Linked DNA regions of Pan troglodytes: region 2 is linked to region 1. Evidence: chromatin contacts called from public HiChIP or PLAC-seq data. All regions are on one chromosome and are shown on one strand. Each heading gives the region's core, a stretch centred on a gene start, on an enhancer-like site or on the middle of the called end of the contact. The rest is flanking DNA. Distances are from core to core; before and after follow the strand shown.

Region 1 (7,886 bases), core at 2,179-4,678:
CAAAGGGAGTGAAACGCAGAGAGGTGGGCACTGGTCCAGGCTCATACAGTGAGTCCAAGGCATGTGCTGAGTCCAGGGTCCTGCTTGGGGGGTTGGGGCTGAGGGGGCCTGTCTTCACTTCATGACTATGTCGGAGGCCAGAGGGAGATGTGCAGAGGGGGCTCTAAGCCTGCATGTGGGCAACCCTTTCGCACATTCCCCCAGGGCAAGGGATGAGCAGGAGACTCAGCCTCCTTCTCCACAAGTCCCCACCCTAGTGCAGAGCTAAACTTCCTTGGTTCAGGGGGATGCTGGGGAGTACAGCGGCAGAGGCCTGGGCTCCCCCAGCCCAGCCGGCTTCCCATCCTCCTAGTAGCTCAGAACCCAGGCTGGGAAGGGACTGGGGTCACCAGGGCTCCACAGGAATGTGCAACGGGAACAGCGCCCAGCAGAGGCCTCCTTCCCTGACCCAACTGAGAAAGAACTCTCACCCCTTTGAATCTGTCTGTCTCTGCCTCTGCAGGGTCTGTCTTTCTGCATCTCTCTCTTTCTCTGTCATATACACACACGCAGCCTGAGACACACTGATCCACACAGACACACGCCATGGTACAGACTCACACAAGAGCCTCCTTCCCCCTCCTCACCATGCCCTGCACACAGAGGGCCTTTCCTCTTCCCTCTGCCCCATGAAGCTGCCCATAGGAGGCTGCACAGACCCTTGCTCCTCCTCCCCATTGTTTGATGGGTTCCAGGCTGGGGTTCAGCAGGCATGGTGGGGAGGGGCCCCACAGCTGGCCAGGCGTTTTCCCAGCCCCTCTCACCCTGCAGGTCCTCCTCCACCCCAGCTCTGAGACTGTGGGAACCAGACAGTTCGGGCTGTCCAGCCGGGCTCGCTTCCTCCCAGGCCCCAGGGGACCTGTCGGGGGAGGAGGGAGCAGCAAAGGCTGGAGTCCTCGGGGCTGCCTGGGCAAGGGAGGGCCTCTGGAGGGGACAGGGCTGCCTGCCCAAGAAGGGGTCTCCAGCCCCCTGGGTGTAACCTCGTGGGACATAAGACACTCTAGACCACATGCCAAAAACCAGAATGGGGGTGCCCCAGCATCCCTCCCTCCTCTCCCTATGCCCATGATCCAGATAGGAGGACTGAGGCTCTGGGGAGGAAGCCATTCGCCTCTGCTCCTCCAGTGCTGGGGTCTGTGAGGACAGCGATGTTTCAGATTCCTTCTCTGTTCCTCTAACGAGGACCAAGAATATCCCCACTTCTCCTGCTTCCTCGCGAAGGGATAGTCAGAGAAGGTGAAAGGTCAGGGCTCAGTCACTTCTGAATGGTACCTAGGACAGTCACAGCCCATGCTGCTGGCCCCAAGAAATGCCGTCTTAAAGAGTCACCAGAGGACCTCAGGGAGCTGGGGGCTCAGGGAAGCTCCCACATTAATGTGGGAAGTCCAAACAGGGGGTAGGTGCTGCCTTTTGAACCCTAGGTGCCCTGTCTGCACAATGGGTAAAGGGTGCCTTTCTAGCCCTGGCCTTCCAGGATTGCAGCAAAGCCCTCCCACCTCTGGGGGCCACCACCAGCTCTGCCCTGACCCTCTTCTCCACCCTTATGTCCTCACTCAAGCTGCAGGTCAGAGGCTGGAGGGTAGAGCCACACAGATGTGGTTTTGATTTACCCTCTGCCACCCATTTGCCATCTGGAGTTGGAGCTGGCGAGCCTGTTTCCGCCACTGTAAACGGGGCCAACCTTCCAAATCACACAGGTGAGATGATACATACAAGCCTGGGACAGGATCAGTGTCACAAATTGTCAGGGTTATGATGACTGCACCTATGGGGGCTAAGTCCCAGCATCTGAGACTGGAGAATCAGTCCCTCAGGCCAGCCCATTCTTGCCCCTGCCCAGTCTCTCCCTTGCCTGTATCCTCCTCTCCCTGCTCCCCATTCCCTACCTCCCCTTCCTCTCCCTTTCTAGGAAACTCCCTGAGAAAGTCCCCAGCAGGAGAAAACCTCATGTGAGATATTCCCACCAAGGGTCTCTGTCCCCGCTGCACAACCCCACAGCCACAGCCACCCCCACATACAAGCAGGCACCCTGGCCCTCAGCCCCCAGCCATCAGGCAAGCTGACCCTCATCATCACATGGCTTTATTGGCCCTGAGAGCCACAGAGTAAATCCCAAGAGGCCCTGCTTCCCCTCACCCCCAAGTTTGTCCAGAGGCCCCAGGGGCCTGGCTGAGCACCGCTTCAATCCTGGCTTTCTGTGTGGTTGTCCTTGGCTCACCAGGGCTGGGTCCTTCGAGAGTTCTTCAGGTCCTAGAGCCAGGCTCAGCCCGGAGGGCGAGGGACCTGCAGGGACTGCCCGAGGTGAGGCTGCCTTTACTCAAAGAAGAACATTCCTGGCGTCCGGTATAGGCAGGGGGTCAGCCCCAATGGGTAGCCGGAGCCTCCCTGGACAGGGAAGCCACCTGCAACCCAGGGTTCCTTGTGGTCAGTTGGCAGGGGCAGTGGGGCCCGGAGTGAGCCTGGAGGGGTGGGTGGTGCAGGGGAGGGGGCTGCTGAGGCCAAGAGGTGCTCAAGGCCTGGGTCAGCCCCCATGCAAAAATTCAGTGCCTGCAGCCGACACTGGTAGCTGCTCCCGATGCCTGATTCCGGGGACAAGACGGGCGTAGGGGCCTTATTAAAACTCTCAGCCTCTGAGAAGCCGGCAGGAAAGCCAAACGCTGGGCATGAGGAAGATGAGGTGGCCACGGGGAGCTCCCCTGGGCATGCAGGCTTGGGCGTGGAAATCTCTTTGGGCTCCGTGGGTGGCCGAGGCCTGCCATCAGTGGTTGCTGGGCACATACTGGCTGGCATGGCCCCTACTAGACCCCCAAAGCTTAGGCCCTTGGGATCTGGCAGCTCTGGTGGGAATGAGCACTGCCTGCCGGTCGTGGCGTTGGGGACTCCTGGGTCCTGGCTGGTCGCCCTGAGGGGTCCACGGCGTGCCTTGGCGGGGCCCCGGGTGCCCTCAGCACCTGTCCGCCGGGTGAAGCGGCGGCGGCGGCGTAGGAAGCTGCCGTGCTCAAACATGTCGTGGCAGTCAGGGTCCAGCGTCCAGTAGCTGCCCTTGCCTGGCTTGCGGTCATCGCGGGGCACCTTGACAAAGCACTCGTTGAGTGACAGGTTGTGGCGGATGCTGTTCTGCCAGCCGGGCCGGTTGTGGCGGTAGAAGGCGAATCGGCCCATGATGTAGCGGTAGATGCCACTGAGGGTGGCCCGCTGCCCCGGTGAGCTCTGGATGGCCATAGCAATAAGGGCGATGTAGCTGTAGGGAGGCTTGGTTGGCTCAGTTGTGGGGGCGCCGGGCCCGGGCAGAGGCTGCTGCTGCATGCTGGCCGGGCTGCCAGGCTGCCGGGACCTGCTGGGTCAGGCTCAGCGTCCAGGGCTGGCTTCCGGAATAGCCTGCCCAGGCTGGTTAAAAGGTCCACTGGCCCAGCCTCCCAGCCTGGAAAGGCAAAAAGGGGTGGGTCTGGTGAGCCATCCTCCCCTCCTCCCTCACCCCACTCCCACAAGGCCCAAAAGAGGCGGGCAGCAGAGGCCAGTAGTGGGAAGCCGAGCAGCTGCCAGGGATGAGGAGTTGGGAAGGAAGGGACTGAGACCCTCAGCCCACGTGTGCTGGGTGGTGGTGGCTGGGGAGGGACAGGATGTGAAACTGAGCGGGACAGAGACAAAAACAAAATGAGACAGAGGCAGAAACATATGAAACAGAGACAGGGAAAAAAGAGACAGAGACAGAGGTAGAGACATCACAAGAGGGAGAAAGAGGGAGAGACAAAGATAAGACAGAGGCAGACACAACAGACAGAGACACCCAGAGCCTCTCAGACACTCACAGAGAGACACACAGACATACACGTACAGACACACAGAGACACACAGACATACACGTACAGACACACACACACACACAGACACACACAGACATAAGCACACACACAGATATACACAGAGACAGACACACACAGACACATAGGCATACACACAGACACACACACAAGCACATAGACACACAGAGACATACACACACAGAAACACAGAGACAGACACAGAGACACACACACACACAGACACACATGTAGTATACGGAGAAAGTGAGAATCACTGAGCAGGCAGAAACAAGGACATCCACAAAGCCAGAGAGAAAGGAGATACTGAGAGACACAGGTGCAAACACAAGGAGTGAAAGGAATGAATAGAGAGAGAGAGAGAGGAGAGAGAGGCAGGGCCTGAGCCCAGTCCCCTAGAGTGAGAGAAGCCCCAGGGGCTTCTCTAATCCCTACCTCTACTCCTGCTTTTCCCTCTTCTCCTCCCAGGCCTGTGGTCTACTGCCTACTCCTGCGGTGCAGAGGCCTTGGGGCCACACCACTCCTACCCCATCCTCCTAGCTCTGGGGTGTCTGCAGGGAGGGGCACCTAGGATGGTAAGGAGAGCCCATGAAATTCAGTTCTGCTGAGTCTCTGTCGCCCCCTAGTGACTGGTGTGGGAAGGACAGCTATCTGGGGAGAGACATTCTCCCTCCCAAGAGGCACCTCAAGACCTTGGCTGAGCCTCAGTTTCCCCATCTCTAACATGGAGCTGGTGACTACTCAGCTGTCCAGGCCATGGTGGGGAGGCAACAGGTTCCCCTTACACAGAATGCAGCACCCTCATCAAGAGCCTAGTATGGAGTAGGGATATGAACATGGCTGCGGATTGTCACTCTGAACTGAGGCTACCCCAGCTGCAGCCTGGGGTCGGGAGGTCCAGACAGTCAGGCCCAGAACAGTCAGGCCTTCTGGAGGAGGGGACGGCATCCTCTCTGCTCTCCCACTCCCAAGTCACTGCTCACCCACTCTGTACCAGGCCAGCTCACCTCCCCAACCCTACACTTACTTCTTCAACCAACCCTGCTCTGGAGGGCTTCATTGCTTCTTTTGAATAGATGAGGGCTCTGAGGCTCAGAGAAGGTAAGTAAATTCCCTGATGTCCCACATCTAGTGAGTGACAAAGCTGGATATGAGCCTAGGATTCTGTAATTCCTAAATACTGCCTCTTCAGTGAGGGGCAGGGGTAGCAGAGAGTCGCTGGGTCCCCACTAGAAAACAGAATGTGAACTCCAAGAGAGTAAAGAGCATGCTGTTTTGCTGTACCCCCAGAGTCACACACTGGACACTGGAACAGAGGCCTGGAACAGAGTAGGTGTTCAAGAAATGTCTGCTAAATGACTAAACAAACAGCAATTGATTGATTTCTGTCCTTTATCGAATCACAGTTTTCCCCCCATGAAGGTGGCTTATTAATGTATCATTAAAAGAGACTTACAATATTGGCATCTGTAAGAGGATTCCTATAAATAAAATCAGAACTCAGAAAAGAATAAAAGGCCTGATATGTGGGGTGGAAAACAGCTACTTTATTCCCATGGCAGGGTAACCAACTTTCTGGTTGTAGTCCCCCTTTCCAGTTCCCAGATTCCCTACAACGTACAGCTTGCAAAGACCAGTGGGGCTTGGAGAAGGGCTGGTCTTCCACGTTGACCTCTGCCTTAGGGCTGCATTTGGAGGTCTGCCTCAGTTTCTTCAAAGACAGCATCCTACAGGTGTTGGTACTTCAGTGGTTAGCATCCAAAGCCCAGGGTTCGGCCAAGTTCCCTGTTTTGGGATCCTTCCCAGCCCCCAGAATAAAGAAGAGAGACTAGCTGCAGGGAGGAGGAAGGGTCTGTAAATTCAAGGCCCCTGAGAGGCTAGGCAGTTTTGTTATGGCTTGATCCCACACTAAACAACCCTGATGATCTAATTATTGGTAAAAACTTTAAGCAAACATTTTAATGGACTTAACAGCAGGTTAAGGCTGGCTCTGAGGAAAGCGCTATTGACAAATTGGGCTGTCAGCAAGAGATGAAGTCTTGCTTCTGCTCCAGTTGCTGCCTTTCTGGGGCCTCAAGATCAAGTTCAGTTTCCTGCCGAAGCCCCATGCCCAGCTGGGGGGCGGTGTGGCCTACTCTTGAGTTCCGGGGCCCCGTGACAGAGGAGTGGAAGGCCGCGATCCACCTCTGCCATCCAGCAGACCTGGGTGATGTGCCGGGGGAGGCCCCAAGTCCATGGGCTTAGTGTGGGCAGGGTTGGGTGGGAGTAGGGAGCCCCCCTGTTGGGGGCTGCCTTCAGCGGGTACAAGAAGAGGAAGCGGCTCGCTTAGGATGGAGGCAGCTGCGTTGAAGGTGAGTGATGCCATCGGGGTTGCCAGGGGTTGAGGACCCATCTGGGCGCTCGGTTGAGGCACTTAGAGTGCAGGACGAGCTCCCAGGCCGAAGCTGCACCTGCACCTGCGGGGGCGGGTGGGGCGATGAGCAGACCCTCTCCATTTCCCGCCTCGGATGTTCCCATGGGAAGTCACAGCCCTAGTTACAGCCCCATCCCTACCCCCATTTTCCAGGTAGGGTCCTACAGACCCGAGGGTGCTAGAAGTGTCAGAGGCAGAGCTGGGACTGGAGGGAGTGTGGGAAGGGCTGTCTGGAGGGGACTGGAGGGCGTGCTTCTTGGCTGGAGTGGAAGGAGTGACTCACGTCCGCCATGATGAGCTGCTCCTTGGGGTGCTCTGTGGGGCCCGGGTCCTCCTCACCAAAGCACAGACGGATCTGGTACTTTGGGTCCGGTGACCATCCTGCATGTGGGCACACAATTATACGACACTGAGACTATAGGGACTGGGCAAGAATTAGGCAACCCACTGGTGCCCATCTTGTGCTCATTTCCCATGCCCAAGTCCTGTAAGCCCACATCCCATTATGTGCCTGTGCCCTAGGCCCACTTCCACGTTCCTATGCCTGTCCCATGTCCCACATCTGTGCCCACTTCCAGGTCTTATGTCTCTTCCTTGGCCCCTATGCCCACCCCATGCCTTTATGCCCAACCCATGCCCACTGCCACTCACCTATACCTATCTCGTGCTTGGTGCACCTCACATCCACCTTATGCCCTAAGCCAACACATGTACCGAAGCCCTATTCTTATGCTGCACACCCAACGCCTCAAGCCTTCTCCGTGCGTGCCAGCACCCCATATACTCCTGTATCCGTATATGTGCCCCCAGCCCTCCTGGTGCCTGTATTCTTTCCCATCCCTGGTGCTTTTGTGCCATATTCTTTGTGTCAATGTCCACCTCATGCCCAGCACCCTTAGGCCCATCCCCCTGGGCCTGCATTTAATGTGCCCACTCTCCTCTGTTCATGTTCCTTTGCCCACCGCGTCCTTATGCCCCCGTTCCCACGCCACTCTGTTCCACTCCCCCAGCGGTCCTACCGCCTGGAGGAAGCCGCGTGTGTTCAGCAGGTGGCAGGTGCGCCCGCGTTCCACCTTGTTGGGCTGCGCCAGTACAGGCCCTGGCACAGGCGCTTGGTGAACACGCCCTCCGGAGCCACCCAGAGCTGCACACCGCGCTCCAGGTGAGGCAGCAGGCCCTGCAACACGTGGGCGCTGGGCAGTGGGTCGGGGAAGCGAACCTGCTGCAACGTGAGGTGGCGGCCCCAGCAGGCGCTCGGCGGCCGCCCGCGGACTCAGACGACAGCGCTGGGCTGTGCGCCCGGTGGCTTCGCGCACCAGCGCTGCGGAGAGAAGAGCCACACGTGCAGCCAGCAGGCTGTGGGGCGAGAGAGAGGGTGCACGGGCTGGGCGTGGGCGGCGCTAGATCCCCTCGCCTTCTTACCCTCCCCTCCAAACTCTGCCGGACCCAGAGGTCGTCCCAGCCTCTACCTCGGAAATTTTGGGTGCTCTCTCCCTATCAGTGATGATAAGAATTCTAGTAATAATAGTAGTAAATAATAGCTTCCAGTATAAACGAACTGATAGTCGAGCTCTGCGGTTAAAAGCTGGGGCCATCTCTACAGTGAGGGCATG
Region 2 (7,886 bases), core at 1,492-3,991, 260 kb after region 1:
ATTGGTAAATATTTTCCTCAGCTCTGGCGGTCGCCTTTTTACTTTGTTGTTTCTTTTGCTGTGCAGAGCTTTTTAGTTTGATACAATCCCACCTGTCTATTTTTGCTTTCGTTTCCTGTGCTTTTGGTGTCATATCCAAAAAATCATTGCCCAAGCCAATGTCAAGTTTTCCCTATGTCTTCATCTAGTAGCGTTACAGTTTCTGGCCCTATAAGTCTTTAATCCATTTTGAATTGATTTTGTATATAGTGTGAGATAAAGGTCCAATTTCATTCTTTTGCATGTGGATATTCATTTTTAGGGATGACGAAAATGTTCTGGAGACGGATGACGGTAATGATTGACAACTTTGTGAATGTAGTTGATGTCACTGATTTGTGCACTTAAAAATGATTAAAATAGTCAATATTTAGTTATGCATATTTTACAACAATGAAAAATATTTAGGCCGGGTCTAGTGGCTCACACCTGTAATCCCAGCCCTTTGGGAGGCCAAGGCAGGCAGATCACTCGAGGTCAGGCGTTCTAGACCAACCTGGCCAACATGGCGAAACCCCATCCCTACTAAAAATACAAAAACTCAGCCGGGCTTGGTGGCATGCACCTGTAATCCCAGCTACTCAGGAGGCTGAGGCAAGATAATTGTTCGAATCCGGGAGTCAGAGGTTACAGTGAGCTGAGATTGCGCCACTGCACTCCAGCCTCGGCAACAGAGTGAGACTCCATCTCAAAAAAAATTTTTTTTCAGAAAAAAAAGAGAAACTTGCCCATGTTATGGAGCTAATGAGTGGTGGAGATGCGTTCTGAACCCAGGCAGTCTAGTTCTAGGATTCTGGCATATGTCACCAAAAGAGATTGGGATATGAAAGGCCTTTAGGGAAAAATACAAAGCATGAGAAAAAAAATGGAAATACTAAAAAATAATAGGCCATTTATGGAGCTTTGCTCCTTATCAGTTATCTTTCTTCAGGCAGCTAGAAATGGTGGGAAACACTCAGGATCGAAGCTCTAGGAAAACTGGTTCTAAGTCTGGAACCTATGAGACTGCAGCAAATTCCCCCTAGTCTCTCAAGCTTCCTCCTCCTTGGGGTTAATAGCCAATCTGCCAATCTTCAGGATGGTTGTGCATGTCACAAGAGTTAATGGGTGTGTGTTTCAATGATCTATTACTGAAATGATCTATAATAAACCACCCCACTCTAAAGCTGGGCTTAGCTGGGCAGTTCTTTTGGTCCACATGGTGTTCATGAGGTTATTCATGTAGCTGCATTCAGCTAGTAGCTCAGTGGGGGTTGGAATGTCCAAGATGACTTCAATTACATATTATAGTGCTTAGCTGTAGTTTCTAGAATGTCTTGAGGAGTTGGCTGAGCCTCCCTCTCTCTCCAGGTGCCTTTCCAGCAGAGTAGCTACACTTCTTTATAACCAAGAAGGTAGAATCAGACGTTTTCAATCCTCTTAAGGCCTAGGCTCAGTACTGGCAGAATCACTTGTAGCACATCCTATTGGTCAAAGCAACCAACATGACCAGCCAGATTCAACAGGAGGTAAAACAGAGTCTATCTCTTGAGGAGAGAAACCGTATGCTCATCATGCAAGGACGGACAGAACTACGTGGCAGCCATCTTTGCAGAAAATCCACCACAGTGGTGCCCATAGGTGGGGATCAGAGTTCAACTGTCCCTTGCCCCCTAGAATTAGATAAAAAGAGTCTAATGAACTGTTAGCATAATGCTAAGTGCTGCAGCACACAAAATGCTCAGCAAGTGCTGATGATTATTATTAATCATTATTATTCTTTTGATAGCTTTTTAAAACCAGTCTAAGATAGCACTGGTACTGTATTCAGTTTAAAGTGATATACATGGGTCAAATGAACTTTGAGTTCTTTCCCAACCTTAATACCATGATTCTTTGAGTCTCTTTTTCACAGATTTGGAAACTGAGGCTTAGGAAGATTGCGTGACTTGTCTGGAGTCACACACTAAGCTAGTGCATGACGTCCACATTCAGAGATATCTCCCTCCACTGAATATGCTGGTTTTCACTCGTTCATTTGAAAAATAATGTATTGGGCATCTACCACAAGCCCAAAGGAGTATACATAAACATATACTGACAATTATTTATTGAATACATCCTATGTAATATTGTGTCACTGAATCCTCATCACAAGCCTATGATGAACCCCATTCCCATTTCACAGATGGGAATGAGGAAGAGCAAGGTAAAAAACGAACAAACAAAAAAACAAAAAAACAGGGTTCACCCTCATGGGGATTACAGTCTACTAAAGAGGATATAGGATAGTCAAACAAATACTTAAATATATAATTACAAATTATTCTTGGAGTCGTACTGCTCTTGGAGCCCGAGTGCCCACCCTTTCCCTCAAATCAAGGTCTCAGGTAACCCTGGCAATGGGTCTTCCTGCCAGTAGTAAAGATGGCGCTGAGAGCACGAGCGCACTTTCACACACCCCCATTACCCACAATGCAGCGGGAATAAGGGAGGCTCAGTTTCTGCCAGGAGCTAATATGGCTTCCTTAGTTACACCGTTCTCTCTCTTCACCTAATCAGCGACCTTACTTTCCCAGACCAGACTGTCGATCAGGAGCTAAGACTCCTTTTCCCCTCTGCTGACCGCCACTACAGGAGCGGTTGAAGCCAGACGACCACCTTGTGGAGTTAAACTCCGTAACCAGGGAGCACCACTTCCGCTGACGTCATTACGGCGACACGTGGATCCAAGATGGCGACGGCGATGGTGAGTGAAGGAGACTCCGGGAGCGGGAGCTGGAGCGGGGCCCTCCGGGGTATCCCAGGATCTTCCAGCACCCCATGCCTGGCCCTGAGCCACCTCCGGGACCCCTGACTCAGGCCTGAGGGCTACCTCTGACTGGGCTTGTCTTCCCCGAAATCCACCTCCCCGGCCCTGCCCCTGCACTCAGGCTTGTCAAGGCCCCGAGTTTTGGGGGAGGCGCCGTTTCGGAGGGAGACCTCGGCTGCTGCCTTCGCCGGTTCCCATTCTACTTTTGGTCTCCGCCCACTGTGAGCCCCGTTTTCCATTTCTCACCTCCCAGTCCTGACCCCTCTGAAGACCCCCTCCCGTTATTCTCATCCTTGCTCCTCCCCGTCACGTCCAGACCCTGCTCTCCCCGCCTCCCCACCATCATAACCAGTCCGCAGATGTGACCTCTCCTCTGACCACCCTCCCAGCCCCAGCGCTGCCTCAGATCCTTTTCAGAGCCCTGTCCTCACTTACACTCATAGCTGTCCCCATCGCGCACCCCCTTGACTGCCGCTACCCCAGAGCTTGCCTTCACCTACCCCACCCCCATCTTTCATCCCTAGAGGCTTCCCTGCCCTTCCTGTCTTCTCTCAGTCAACTCCCTGCCCCTCTCTTAGGGACCTTTTACCCTGTTGGTTCTCAAACTTTACTGTGCATAAGAATCTCGAGGTGTGTAGGGGGAGGCAGGCTAAAAATGCAGTTTCCTGAGCAGCCCCACTCCCAGAGATTCTAATTCCACAGGGCTAGGTGATGCCCAGGAATCTGCCCTTTTATAAGCACTCTAGTGATTATATAGTGGAGTGGTCTGTGAACTACGTTTTGAAAAACACTAAAAGCCCCACCTCACTGCTCTCCTTCCCATTCCCCAACATGGCCACACAGCTCGTTAGGGATGAAGGCTCTTTATTATGAAGCTATATGTTGGGATGAAGTCTGTGTGTGGATGAGGGTGGAGGTAAAATAGCCATGCTTGGAAGTTGGGTCAGAGCTTGCGGGCTCCTGGTGCAGAACCTTGGAAGTAAATCTTTGAAGGACTGGCCCTTTTTCCAAAAGTTTAGTTCAAATTCTGCTTGTCAAGAGACCAGAACTAAAATTGAAGTCACTTAGTCCAGAATGATTTCCTGGGTCTTCCTGCATACTGCCTCCTCAGCAGATAATTTCGTCCTGGGAGTGAATGACAAGGAAGACTCAGAGAAAAGGAAATGACATTTGACTTTAGCAAAGGAAGATTCTGGCTTAAATAATTTGGTGTTGGATTTCTCCAAACAGGGATATATTATTGACTGGTAGCAATTTTCCCTCCTTCTCTTAGCTGACTGAGAACTTATCTTTTGTTTAATGAGGGATTCCTTATTTAGAACTTCAGAGGTCAGGTAAAAAGATTTCATGGCCTTTACCTGGTTTCTGTGGTTTCAGACTTCAGGCTGAACCACGAGTGGGGCAAATCCTCAAAGTAGTATGTTGAAACCTATATATATGTATATATATTCTGGTACCACATTCAGAACAGAGATAGTGTAAGAACTTAAAAGGAAATCACACCCTCTCTTGCTATAAGGAAAACATTGAGTAAAGTGGTATTTACGGCACTGCACTGGGAAATCCCTGCCTTGTTCAGAGATTTTTAAGAGGTTATAAGCTAGCAATACATATATGTGGTACACATCTATTTAGTCAACAAATATTTGAGTACCAATTCTGTTCCAGGAACTAGGGATGTAGTTGTGAATTACAGGGTCAAGGTCCCTACACTGGTGGAGCCTTTCTGGTTTGAGGAGACAGGCAGTGAACAAGTAAATACGTGAACAAAATAATGTCACCAGTAGATGCTGTGAGGACAGCAAAATGAAGTGATAGTGATTAGGGGTGACTGGGTGACACAACTACTTTGGATTGAGTGGTCAGAAAGAAGTCTTCTCAGAGGAGGTGACTTGAGTTAAAACATAATTAACAAGAAGGAACCAGCCATGCAAAGAATGTTCCAAGCAAAGGAAATGGCAAGTGTAAGGGGCCGATGTGGAAGGGAGCTTGGTGTTTTTGAGGAACACACAGAAGGCTGGAGGGGCCGAAGCATGATGAGGGTTGGGGTAGGAGAGAATGATACAAGATGAAACTGGAGGGAAGCAAGAGCAACTGTTTTGAGAAGCATGCCTGGAAATGGGAGGGACTGCGGTCTACATTTTGTTGTCTGTGGATTGCATTTTGAAATAGTGTTGTATTAGGCTGCTTCCCCTTCCCATCCCCTTCAGGACAGTACTTGAAGGGAGCCAGCTTGTTCTCAGTTGGCACAGAGGCTGTGGAAAGGAGTTTGGATTTTAGTCTAAGCACAGTGGAAGGGACAGTGATTTTTGCCCAGCACAGTGACTCACACCTGTAATCCCAGCACTCTGGGAGACCAAAGCTGGGAGATCGCTTGAGCTCAGGAGTTTGAGACCAGCTTGGACAACATGGCAAACCCTATCTCTACAAAAAAAATACAAAAAGAAAAAATTAGCTGGGCTTGGTGGTGTGCACCTGTAGTACCAGCTACTTGCGGGGCTGAGGTGGGAGGATCACTTGAACCTCAGTGAGCCCTGATCACTGCACTGCACTCCAGCTTTGGCAACAGAGCGAGACCCTGTCTTAAGAAACAACAACAGGCCGGGAGCAGTGGCTCATGCCTGTAATCTCAGAATTTTGGGAGGCTGAAGCAGGCAAATCACTTGAGGCCAGGAGTTCAACACCAGCCTGGCCAACATGGCAAAACCCTGTCTTCTAAAAATACAAAAATTAGCAGGGTGTGGTGGCACACACCTGTAATCCCAGCTACTCGGGAGGCTGAGGCACAAGAATCGCTTGAACCCGGGAGGCGGAGGCTACAGTGAGCCAAGATCGTGTCACTGCACTGCAGCCTGGGTGACAGAGTGAGACCCTATCTCAAAAAAAAAAAAACAAAACAAAACACACCACCAACAACAAAACCCTGCAAGTACGGTGATTTAGTGTTTGTTGTGCCACCTGGGAGTATTGTACTGAAAACAGTAACTGATTTAAAGAAACTGAGTATGTAACATGCAGTGACCTGCAGAGGCCAGTTTAAAGGGTGCATATGGAGAAACTTCATATCTGGTGCAATAGTGAAAAGGTGTGGAAGCAAATTTATTACAGGGGTATGTGATGAAGGGGCAAAGTGGAGTCACAGGCTTGAGTTTGGTCTGTGTCAGCACTTCATTACACGGAAGTCAGAATAGTCCCCACACCCTCATACACACCCTCATTTCATAACCATTGGGGCGAGGGGGTGCGGTAGACCTACTTTGGAGTGTATGGGTCTCTGAGGTGAGTCATACAGCCAAAGAGGAACTGAACTAGTGGATCCAGTGGCCGTGGGAATAGCTGGGTTGCTGGTTTGTCCTTTGTTTTGAAAGTTAGGGTTGTGGGTGCAAGTGCGGTGGCATGTGAGCTTTTCCCTTTCTCTCTTTCCTTGGTGAATGGCTCTTCTTCCCCAAGGGTTGAGCCGCCAGCTCCCAGAACAATGTTAGTATGGAGGGTGTTTCCTGAACCCGCAGGGCAAGACTTCTCCCTCCATGGAAGATAGCTGGTGTAAACTGAAGTTCTCTTTGATTTTCCTGTCTTCTTCCATCCTTAGATTTAGACTACTCTGTAAAGTTACAGGATACAGTGTTGATCTAGCTAGGTCTGAATTGAGATGCAGGCTCATGTCTCACTCTTTATGGAAAACGGTTCTTGGGAATATTATTTCATTGAAACTTGGGAAATGTCCATTGAGTACATTTCTAGATGTGTCAGGAGTCTAGAAACTTCAGTTTGGAGAATAAAACTCTACTTCCCTCACATCATTGTTCATACTGTTTTGGTTTTTATTATAATCTTCTTTATGGATATAATTCATATGCCATAAAATTCACCCCTTTAAAGTATATAATTTAGTGGGTTTTAGTGTTTTTATAGGTTGTGCATACACTAAATGTGATGGTTATCACCATTGTGTAATTCGGAACATTTCATCACCCCAAAAAGAGAGTCACTCCCTACTCTTCCCTCCCCACAGCCCTAGGCAACTACTAATTTACCTTCTGTCCCTATAGATTTGCCTATTCTGGACATTTTATACAAAGATAATTATATAATATGTGATCTTTTGTGTCTGGCTTCTTAGCATAATGTTTTCAAAGTTTGTTTATGTTGTATCATGTATCAGTAGTGCCGCATCCCTTTTTATGGCTGAATCTTCCCTTGTATGGATGTACCACAGCTTGTTTATCACTCATCAGTTGATGGATATTGGGATTGTCTTCACTTTTTGGTTGTTAGGTATAATGCTGCTGTGAACATTCAGGTGTAAGTTGTTGTGTGAACATACGTTCAGTTTCCATGGGTGTATGGAAGTGTATTCCTGCATCAGTTCACACTGTTTTGAGGTTACTTGGGTTTGAGCCACTCCAGAAACAGGAATGGAATAAATGACATCAAGATTCCTTTGTGCTAATGGAGCCAATGCCAGTAGTCCCTCCAGCCCCAGTCAAAGGCACAGAAACTGGTTTTGTTTGTTTGTTATTATTATTTGAGACAGGGTCTCACTCTGTCATCCAGGCTGGAGTGCAGTGGCACGATCATAGTTCACTGCAGCCTCCACCTCCCGGGCTCAGGCGATCATCTTGCCTTAGCCTTCTGAGTAGCTGGGACTACAGGCACACACCACATCCACCTAATTTTTTAATTATATTTTTCTTAGAGACGGGGTCTTGCTATGTTGCCCAGGCTAGCCTTGAACTCCTGGCCTCAAGCAATCCTCCCGTCTTGACCTCCCAAAGTGCTGGGATTACAGGTGTGAGTCACTGTGCCCAGCAAAAACTGTTTTTAATGGTGGAATATCGTGCTAATCAGGTTGGATGATAGAGTCCTGGAACAGAAGGCCAGAGGCCTGAACTGTGCCATCAGTCTTGTGTGCAGGAAGTTGCTGTCTCCTCTGGACCCCATGTACAGGAGGACATGAGCTGACTGAAGAAGGAATGCTGGAGCAGGAGCCAGCAGCCTGGGCTTGGTCCCAGCGCTGCCACTGATGCATTGTGTGGCCTGGGGCAAATTACTTTGG

The links. HiChIP or PLAC-seq counts read pairs in DNA pulled down with a chosen protein or histone mark.
Region 2: an H3K4me3 HiChIP or PLAC-seq map of stem cell-derived excitatory neurons shows a contact between it and region 1, with 2.7 times the contacts expected there. The contact joins the promoter of TM9SF4 here to the promoter of FOXS1 in region 1. A contact is called at or near these places in 1 of 7 Hi-C or Micro-C datasets (stem cell-derived neural progenitor cells), 1 of 1 datasets of contacts at active chromatin or transcription factors (stem cell-derived excitatory neurons) and 1 of 1 other capture datasets (stem cell-derived neural stem cells).

Annotation. Positions count from the first base shown.
Region 1 is chr21:38,061,510-38,069,395 of NHGRI_mPanTro3-v2.0_pri, forward strand. It overlaps FOXS1 (forkhead box S1), which reads right to left and starts at 3,429. Exons shown (of 1, transcript XM_001154081.7): 1 at 2,104-3,429. The coding sequence starts at 3,345. The coding sequence ends at 2,353.
Region 2 is chr21:38,326,464-38,334,349 of NHGRI_mPanTro3-v2.0_pri, forward strand. It overlaps TM9SF4 (transmembrane 9 superfamily member 4), which reads left to right and starts at 2,742. Exons shown (of 18, transcript NM_001280363.1): 1 at 2,742-2,767.